Regions from separate parts of the Mus musculus genome. Here region 2 is linked to region 1. A link is a contact called in public Hi-C data. All regions are on one chromosome and are shown on one strand. Each heading gives the region's core, a stretch centred on a gene start, on an enhancer-like site or on the middle of the called end of the contact. The rest is flanking DNA. Distances are from core to core; before and after follow the strand shown.

Region 1 (3,475 bases), core at 276-2,775:
AACCAGCACATATTCATGGGAGCCTTGCAACGGTAGACATTGAACAATAGGCACATGGTTAAGGCTTAAATAACCCATGCAAAGGGAAAGAACTGGGCAGGGGTGGTCATCACACACTTTAGAGTGATTATAAATAATCTGTTAGGAGAAATGAATAGCTTGAGATATAGACTTGTGACAAAGTTCGTGAGAACTATAGGTGCTATGTTCTATTTTCAGTTTCTCCCTCTGTGATGGAAGTTGAGACTATTTTGAATCTATCATGAGTCAGAGGATGAAGAGAATCATGTTCCTGTCTGGCAGGTACAGACTTCATGGAGACAGGGCCCTTGGAGATGTTTGCAATGTTTCCTACTCCCAGATGCTCTCAGTGTGAGGTCTAGAAAGTGCCATATTTGGGGGGTACTTTTTTGTTTTTGTTTTTGTTTTGAGCCTCAACACTAAGTATGGAAGAGGCTAGTATACTTCTATAAGGAAGCAGACAATATGTACTTTCAAGGCTACAGGCCATGGTCCATCAGTTACCTCTGTCGTTCTACCACTAAAGCTGTTTAAGCACAGGTGTACAATCTGCAAGCAAATGAATGACTGTGGCTGTGCTCCAATGATGCTCTGTCTCTGAACAGTAAAGGTGAATCCCACATCACTTTTATGTGGTGTTAAACATCATTCTCCTTTCCCCAGTTACTTAAAAATACAAAAAACATTCTTCATTCAGGTTAGATATGAACAGGCAGTGGGTAGAATCCAACTCATAGACTAGAGTATGTCTGCCTTTTGTGTGGGACCCATAACTGAAGATTCTGCTTCATGGGGTAGAGACAACCCACAGTCACACTCAGGACCTAATCTTTCAGGATCCAGTCAAGAACTAATTCCTTGGGCAAAAAGGAACGGGGGCCTTGAAGTATTTTTTGCTTACTGAGACTCAAGCTGTCTTGTTGTAGACTTTATCTTGTTAACATCCCCAAAGTCTCTGAGAAGCATCAGTGCTGATCTCCGCATGGCCCTGGTGGGGACAGAGTGACATGGTTTCTGCCCCTGGAACAGAGGCCCAGTGTGAGCCTCCAAGAGTGTAGATGGCTTCTGAGGAACTAAGGCTTGTTTGTGTAATAATGTACATATTTTCACATCCCCCCCAGGAATGTCCACTCTGTTAAGATTAATGATTCCATGATAATCTGACAAAGCAGGAGTCTAGGAGTCAAGGGTGTGGCTAATGTCTTAGCAAACTGGTAAAAAAAAAAAAAAAAAAAAGGACCTTGAGAACAGCCCTTGAGGCTATGGGAAAGTGCTCTAAATACATGAGGTCAAAATGTATAATGTTTCTGCTATGCACAATATAAGGATGCAATTATGAATTATGAGGGGCTTCATGAATCTAAAGGAACAAAGGCCTGCATACTGTGAGCTAGCTTGTCAAAAAGTTACAAAGAAGGCAGATGCCCTAGATCAAGGTTAGCCTTGGACAGAGCAAGGTTAGGCCAGGGTGTAATAGAAATGGTAATTTCAGGGTAGGGTCCCACCCAACTAGTTTATCAATTGTGTTTAACAAAGGAGGGCAGCTCTTTGAATTCTTTTGCGCTGTCAAGGGAAAAAAGGTATGCTTTCAGTCTCTTAATTGGATTGATATGTAAAATAAAAGACATTAGACCTGTGCTTTGAAGGAGATGAGTTATCCAGAGAATTTTTTAGGATAAAAAGAGAAACCTGCTTGGAGAACAGAGACAGACAGACAGACAGACAGACACACACACACACAAGCAAGTAGGACATGGTCATAAGTCTCTTAGAATGGCAAGTAGGACATGGGTAGAGAGATTTCATATAGTAGCAAGCATGTAGAATATAGACAGAGAAATTCCAGAGAGAAAGCAGAACATAGAGAGAAACAGACTGGAAAAACTGTATCAAGCAGAACACAGGTTATCAGCTGGGATCCATGACTTGACTTCAAGTCATTCTTTTTGCTACTCCCAGAACCCCTTCTCTCAGAACTCCTCTCCTCACCATGCTGACTCTACTCCCTGGCACATCAGCAGTGCCTACTGCTTATCCAAGGGCGTGAAGGGCCACTACCATTGCTTGTCCACCATAATTGCCATGGCTGACACTTCTGTAACAAAAACCAGGCAAGTCAGAGAAAAGCATAGCTAATGTAGTTAATCAAAATGTTATGGGACACAGAAGCCTTCAGAAATGAATCCCAAATAAACCAGGGGGGAGTGTGTGTTTTTATGCTTGTTTGATGGAGAATGGACAGCTGTGCAGAAGTATAGCTGGATTGAAGGCTCTGACTTAAAGCAACAGACTGGTAGAGATGGGAGACTAGTCTGTTGAGATTCCTTTTGGTCTTTGTCGCATTCCTCTCTCCAGGTATGTGGCAAAGCCCCTCTGGGATGAAGGTCTTATAACCTATTATTATATAAGTTCCCTGGGGGACTTTCTTGACAGCAAGCACCTACAAAAAAAAAAAAAAAACATCAGGGGAAGATTAAGATTATATTCTAGATTGTCACTTCAGGAGAGGAAGAGAAGCAAGAGAAACAGGATAGGGAGGGTCTGAGCCTCCATACAACATCCTCCAATTTGATATCCTCAGTAAAACAAAGTACCACACTTTGGGGCACTGCTTTCTGGGCCTTAACACTTACAATTCAGTCAAGGAAGCCTAATTTATTATTTTAATTTTTCAGAAGAACATCCCAACCTGTAGATAATTGCCCATGAGCCTGTATAGACCAACTCCAAATCTCTGCTCATAGCAACAATTTTCCCAGCATGTTCAAAATGTAAGCCAGGCAGGTCTGACTGAATTAGTGATTAGTTTTGAAGCTAAAGGAATGACATCAGTGGATCTCATATATCCATTTCTATTAGGTAATGTTGTCAGTTTTATTGGATTAAGGAAGGAACAGGACATCAGTTAGTCATTCTTTGAGTTCATTTGTAAGGGTATTTCCAGCTAGATTAGCTGATAGAAGAATCATCATAAATATGCTTGGTTCCACCCAAGGATGTGGGATCCCAGACTGAAAAAGTAGAGTGAGAAAGAAGAATGAGACCAGCATTCACCTTTCCTTACATCCCTGCCATCTCATGCTCCCATCATGCCTTTCCCACAATGGACTGTACCCCTCAAACCATGAACTCACAAAAATCTTTTCTTCCTTCAGTCGCCTCTTATTATGTGCTTTGTTGCAGCAAAGACAAACATAACCAATACATCTGATGCAATCTGCATACATTTTTCTGGCAAGGGGGAAGGATTGCAAAGTGCTGTTGTCACTATAGTAAATTTCTACCAAAGGGAGAAACAAAAGAGAAGAGTCATCAGTAGCCACAAGAGAGAATCCAAACCTTTTTATGATCTATCTTTCATTCTCCAAATTGAAATATATTTCAATGACCAATCAAAACCTATCTTTTAGACATCTCTGACTAGTTAAGCATTACCTTGCTATCTCCTCACCTT
Region 2 (3,976 bases), core at 912-3,411, 230 kb after region 1:
TTCCACATGTTGCAAAGAGGAGTTTTCCTGATGAGGCGTGGGAACTATACTTTTGTGTGGGTATAAAGAGAAATATTTACAATGTAGTATTTGGGGTGGAGCACATTGATTTAGTAAAGTGGTGACTGAAGTTTCTTTTCTAAGATTCATGACTTCACTAGCTCTGGCTAGTTGGATACGTCTTCAGAAAGAGGAATCATTTCTCACATGTGCATTGGGTATTAAATCAAATTGGAGAGTTTTTGGTTACTACCAAAGAATGTATGCCACTACTGCACCCTGAGGGTTATCTTGGTGGTCATTAATGTGATTCATATGTGTCATACTTGGGTAGAAATATTTGTTTATGTACTCATAAAGTCTCACCTACATGGCTGCCTAAGCATGACCAGAAGCTCTTCCGGAATACTTCCCTTCTTTGGAAGTTTGCATGGCACCTTCTGGTACCATGAAAGCTAGTCTTCATAGGTGAGGTTTTGAGGTCACCTCCAGCATAGGGGGTCTCTGGGCCCCATTTGATATATGATTTGATCATCGCAAACGTATGTGATGAACTAGTCACTCATTTTTTTACTTATAAATTTGGTTTCAGTCGTGTTGAGGTTTGGTCATTTGCTATGTATGATAATGCTAACTACTGGTCCTCAAGGCCTGGTTGTCTTCAGGGATGACAGAATTTGTAAATACACAAGTGCTGTCCCCCAAGTTATTCCCCATTGGTGAATAAAGATGCTTATAGTTGATAGATGGGCAGAAGAGAAATAGGCAGGGTTTTTGGGTTCCTGAGCTTGGAGTCAAAGGAGATCATGAGAGGGGAGAGAGGAAGGTAGAGAAAGGAGAGACTCCATGGGTTAGATGAGTTATGAATACATGGCCATGAGGGCTGGCTTTGAGTTAAGAGCTGCTCAGAGAGAACGTGGCAAATTATAATTTGGGATTATTGATGGAGAAATAGATTCTAATAGATTTCAAGGTAGATACCTACCCAAATCAAGTGCTGATTAAGGCTTATAAGTAAATATAAAGACTGTGTATCTTTTATCTGGGAATTAAGTGATCAAAGGCTGGATAGAAAACTCCATTTGAGATTAAATGATTTCTATAACACAGTAGCAATTTGTTTTAGATTCCTTAAGATGTGATTGACTCACCTGCATTCAGAAGCTCACAACCCAATGAAGAACATACAGATAATTACATAAAATATGCACTTAGTTAAGCAATTATGATAAAATGTGGTGGGCATTAATGGAGGAGCTGAGACATCACAATTAGTTGTTGAGTACTTTGCTCAAGGGAGCCAGAGAAGATTCATCAAACTGAAGACAAGTTAAAGGTAAGAAAGGAATCTGGCAAATATCCACTTAATGAGAAACCAGAAGCCGTGTGCTGGCATCACAGAGAAGTCTACTTCTATGGAAGACATATCACAAAAAATAATAATAAATAAGATAGAAAGTGATCAAGGAAGAGACTCAGTGTTGGTTTCTGCACCACACCTATAAAGTCATGGACACAGACACAGACATACAGACACAGATGCATAAACAAACACACAGACACAAAGACACACAGATACAGACACACAGAGAGACATAGACACCCAGACACAGACACCCAGATACACACACAGACATACAGACACATAGACACAGAAATAGATATACATACACAAACAAACAAACACACACACACCTACACAGACAGAGACACATACACACAAACACACACAGACACACATATATACATATACACATTCAGACATACCGACACTCACACAGACACACACACAGTCACACACACACACACACACACACACACAGACAAATACACAGATACAGAGACAGACACACACACACAGACATACAGACCCAGACATACACACAGACACATATACAGACACACACACACAAACATACAGACACATATACACATAGACACATGCATGTACACAGACAGACAGGCAGACAGGCAGACACACACACACACACTATTACCACTATGTGAATGAGGTTTGTTTTGGGTAAGATGCTCAGATTTGCATCTTATTTTCCCTGTTTCCCAGAAGGGAAACTTGACCTGACTCTTTTTACTCTAGCCATAGGGAAAGTCCGGAGGCAGCCAAGTTTATGCTGGACTGGAAATGAAATGTCAAATGTCAAGAGTCTACTTCCTGCTTGCTGTTTAATCATTAGACATAATTTTTGTCATGTGGAAAATGAGTTCATTATAATCAGACTGGAAATTCATGTACCTGAAAATCTTTAGAAGGGAACTCAGAGGGAAGAAACACTACTGGATAGCAGATACAAAACAATTCTTATCAGTTCAAATCTGTTTTACATTTCATTCCAGACTCTGTGAGTTAGCACCACAACAATGAACCTTTGTAAATTAATGAGGGTAACAGCAGGGAAAGAATCAATCAGCCACTCTTGTTCCTGAACCTTCCCCTTGGTAACAACCTAAAGTGAACCTTGGAGTCAAGACCTCAGACTAATAGCCTGCTTTTTTACCCTTTGAACAGAACAATTAAATAATCACATTCCTCTCAGCCCATTTCCTGAATGTATTAATTAGATTAAAGCACAACTTGTCAGCCTCTCCTGAGAGGAAAGGGTTTCTTGGATCTGGTTTCTCTTGCCCTCCAGCTTCCAATAAGCATGGACAGCTTTCAAGTAGGGGGGTCGGGGGGGGGGGGGAGGCTGGTACCTGGACAAGCAAACTGCTATTCTGTGCAGTTGCTATTCTTTCTCCTGGACTAGCTCACTCATTCCTTTCATCCTAACTCATCTACTATGGCATGTACATGTTTTGATTAGAATCCATTCTCCTAGAAGTTTATTTCTCTGAAAATACAGAAGCCATTTGGTAGCTCTGTGAGGCTGAATCTTGCCATCTCATCCATCTACACACCTGTCCACCCATCCATTTGCCCATCTATCCATCCATCCACCCACAACTTAAGACAGTGGTTCTGCAAGATCCTATCTGTGTGAGCAGATGCAAATTACTTAATCTTTCTGTATTTCTGCTTCTTTGTCTCCAAAATGGTGAAAGAAACAAGCTATACCTGTGTGGTTTCTGTGAGAGATCTTGAATTCATTGCTATGAAATGCTTCAACTACAATCTGGTAGGCATTTCCCAGTCCTAGGATTATAGGATTTCAAATATCAACATGGCTCTATTTCTGCCACAAAATGTTAAAACACCAAGCCAAAATGCTCACACACTAGATTAAATGAAGTGAGAGAGGCATGTGGCACCCTAAAAGTGCAGAAGGTGAAGAACTGGAGCCAGGCTCGGTACTGCCTGCCAAGACTTCTGCAAAAGCCTCTTGTCTGTGGAGGCCTCACCCTTCATTCAGCTAAGTGGCAAGTTCTGGAATTTCAACTTAAAATAGCAGTATCTACTACTGTACAATTCTGGTTTTTTCATTTTTTTCTGTCTATTACGTAACCTTACAATGCATCCATTAGTTAGCAATACACTCTATATTTTCCCTTTCATTTGATTATCGCAACTGTTTACAAGACCACCATAGACACTGCCGGAACAGGTTTCAGATACCGTTTTTGTTAGTTTGTTTGTTTGTTTGCTTGCTTGCTTGATTTTGCTGGGTATGGGATCAAACATTGTGCATGCTAGACAAGTAATCTACTATGAAGCTTCACCCATACACTTGGCATTTTGAGCAAGGTCTTCCCTGTGTAGCTCAATCTGGCCTAGAACTTGCTATTTGTCTAGGCTAGACCTCAAACTCATGCGTTCCTGCCTTAGACACCTGAATGCTCAACCACCATGCCCAGGCTGCAACCTGGGTTTCAAAGGCAGTGGTTATGTGATTGGAATTCTCAAACAAGGTTGAGAAACACTGGATATTTATCCATCTCTACTGAAGAATAAAAGCTCCTGAAAGCAAGGACATTCTCTAGTCACCTCCATTGATGACTAGCACTTGAAATGTAATTGATA

What was found. A called contact is a pair of places that touch in the nucleus more often than the background predicts.
Region 2: a contact with region 1 is called in a Hi-C map of the N1E-115 cell line, with 2.2 times the contacts expected there. The contact joins two enhancer-like sites. A contact is called at or near these places in 1 of 484 Hi-C or Micro-C datasets (the N1E-115 cell line) and 2 of 115 datasets of contacts at active chromatin or transcription factors (embryonic fibroblasts and embryonic stem cells).

Annotation. Positions count from the first base shown.
Region 1 is chr15:62,957,581-62,961,055 of GRCm38.p6, forward strand. Gm30113 (a long non-coding RNA gene) reads left to right here. Exons shown (of 3, transcript XR_384131.2): 3 at 220-292. Among named protein-coding and RNA genes, the nearest start is that of Gm30113, 5.1 kb to the left of the region's middle. Within about 2 kb of position 1,526, at least 10 of the 459 cell types and tissues checked have an H3K27ac peak or open chromatin away from gene starts, as enhancers often do. A contact at or near this core is called in the N1E-115 cell line, where this site is marked.
Region 2 is chr15:63,191,915-63,195,890 of GRCm38.p6, forward strand. No RefSeq gene overlaps it. Among named protein-coding and RNA genes, the nearest start is that of Gm30159, 48 kb to the left of the region's middle. RefSeq lists an enhancer at 2,023-2,874. Within about 2 kb of position 2,162, at least 20 of the 459 cell types and tissues checked have an H3K27ac peak or open chromatin away from gene starts, as enhancers often do. A contact at or near this core is called in the N1E-115 cell line, where this site is marked.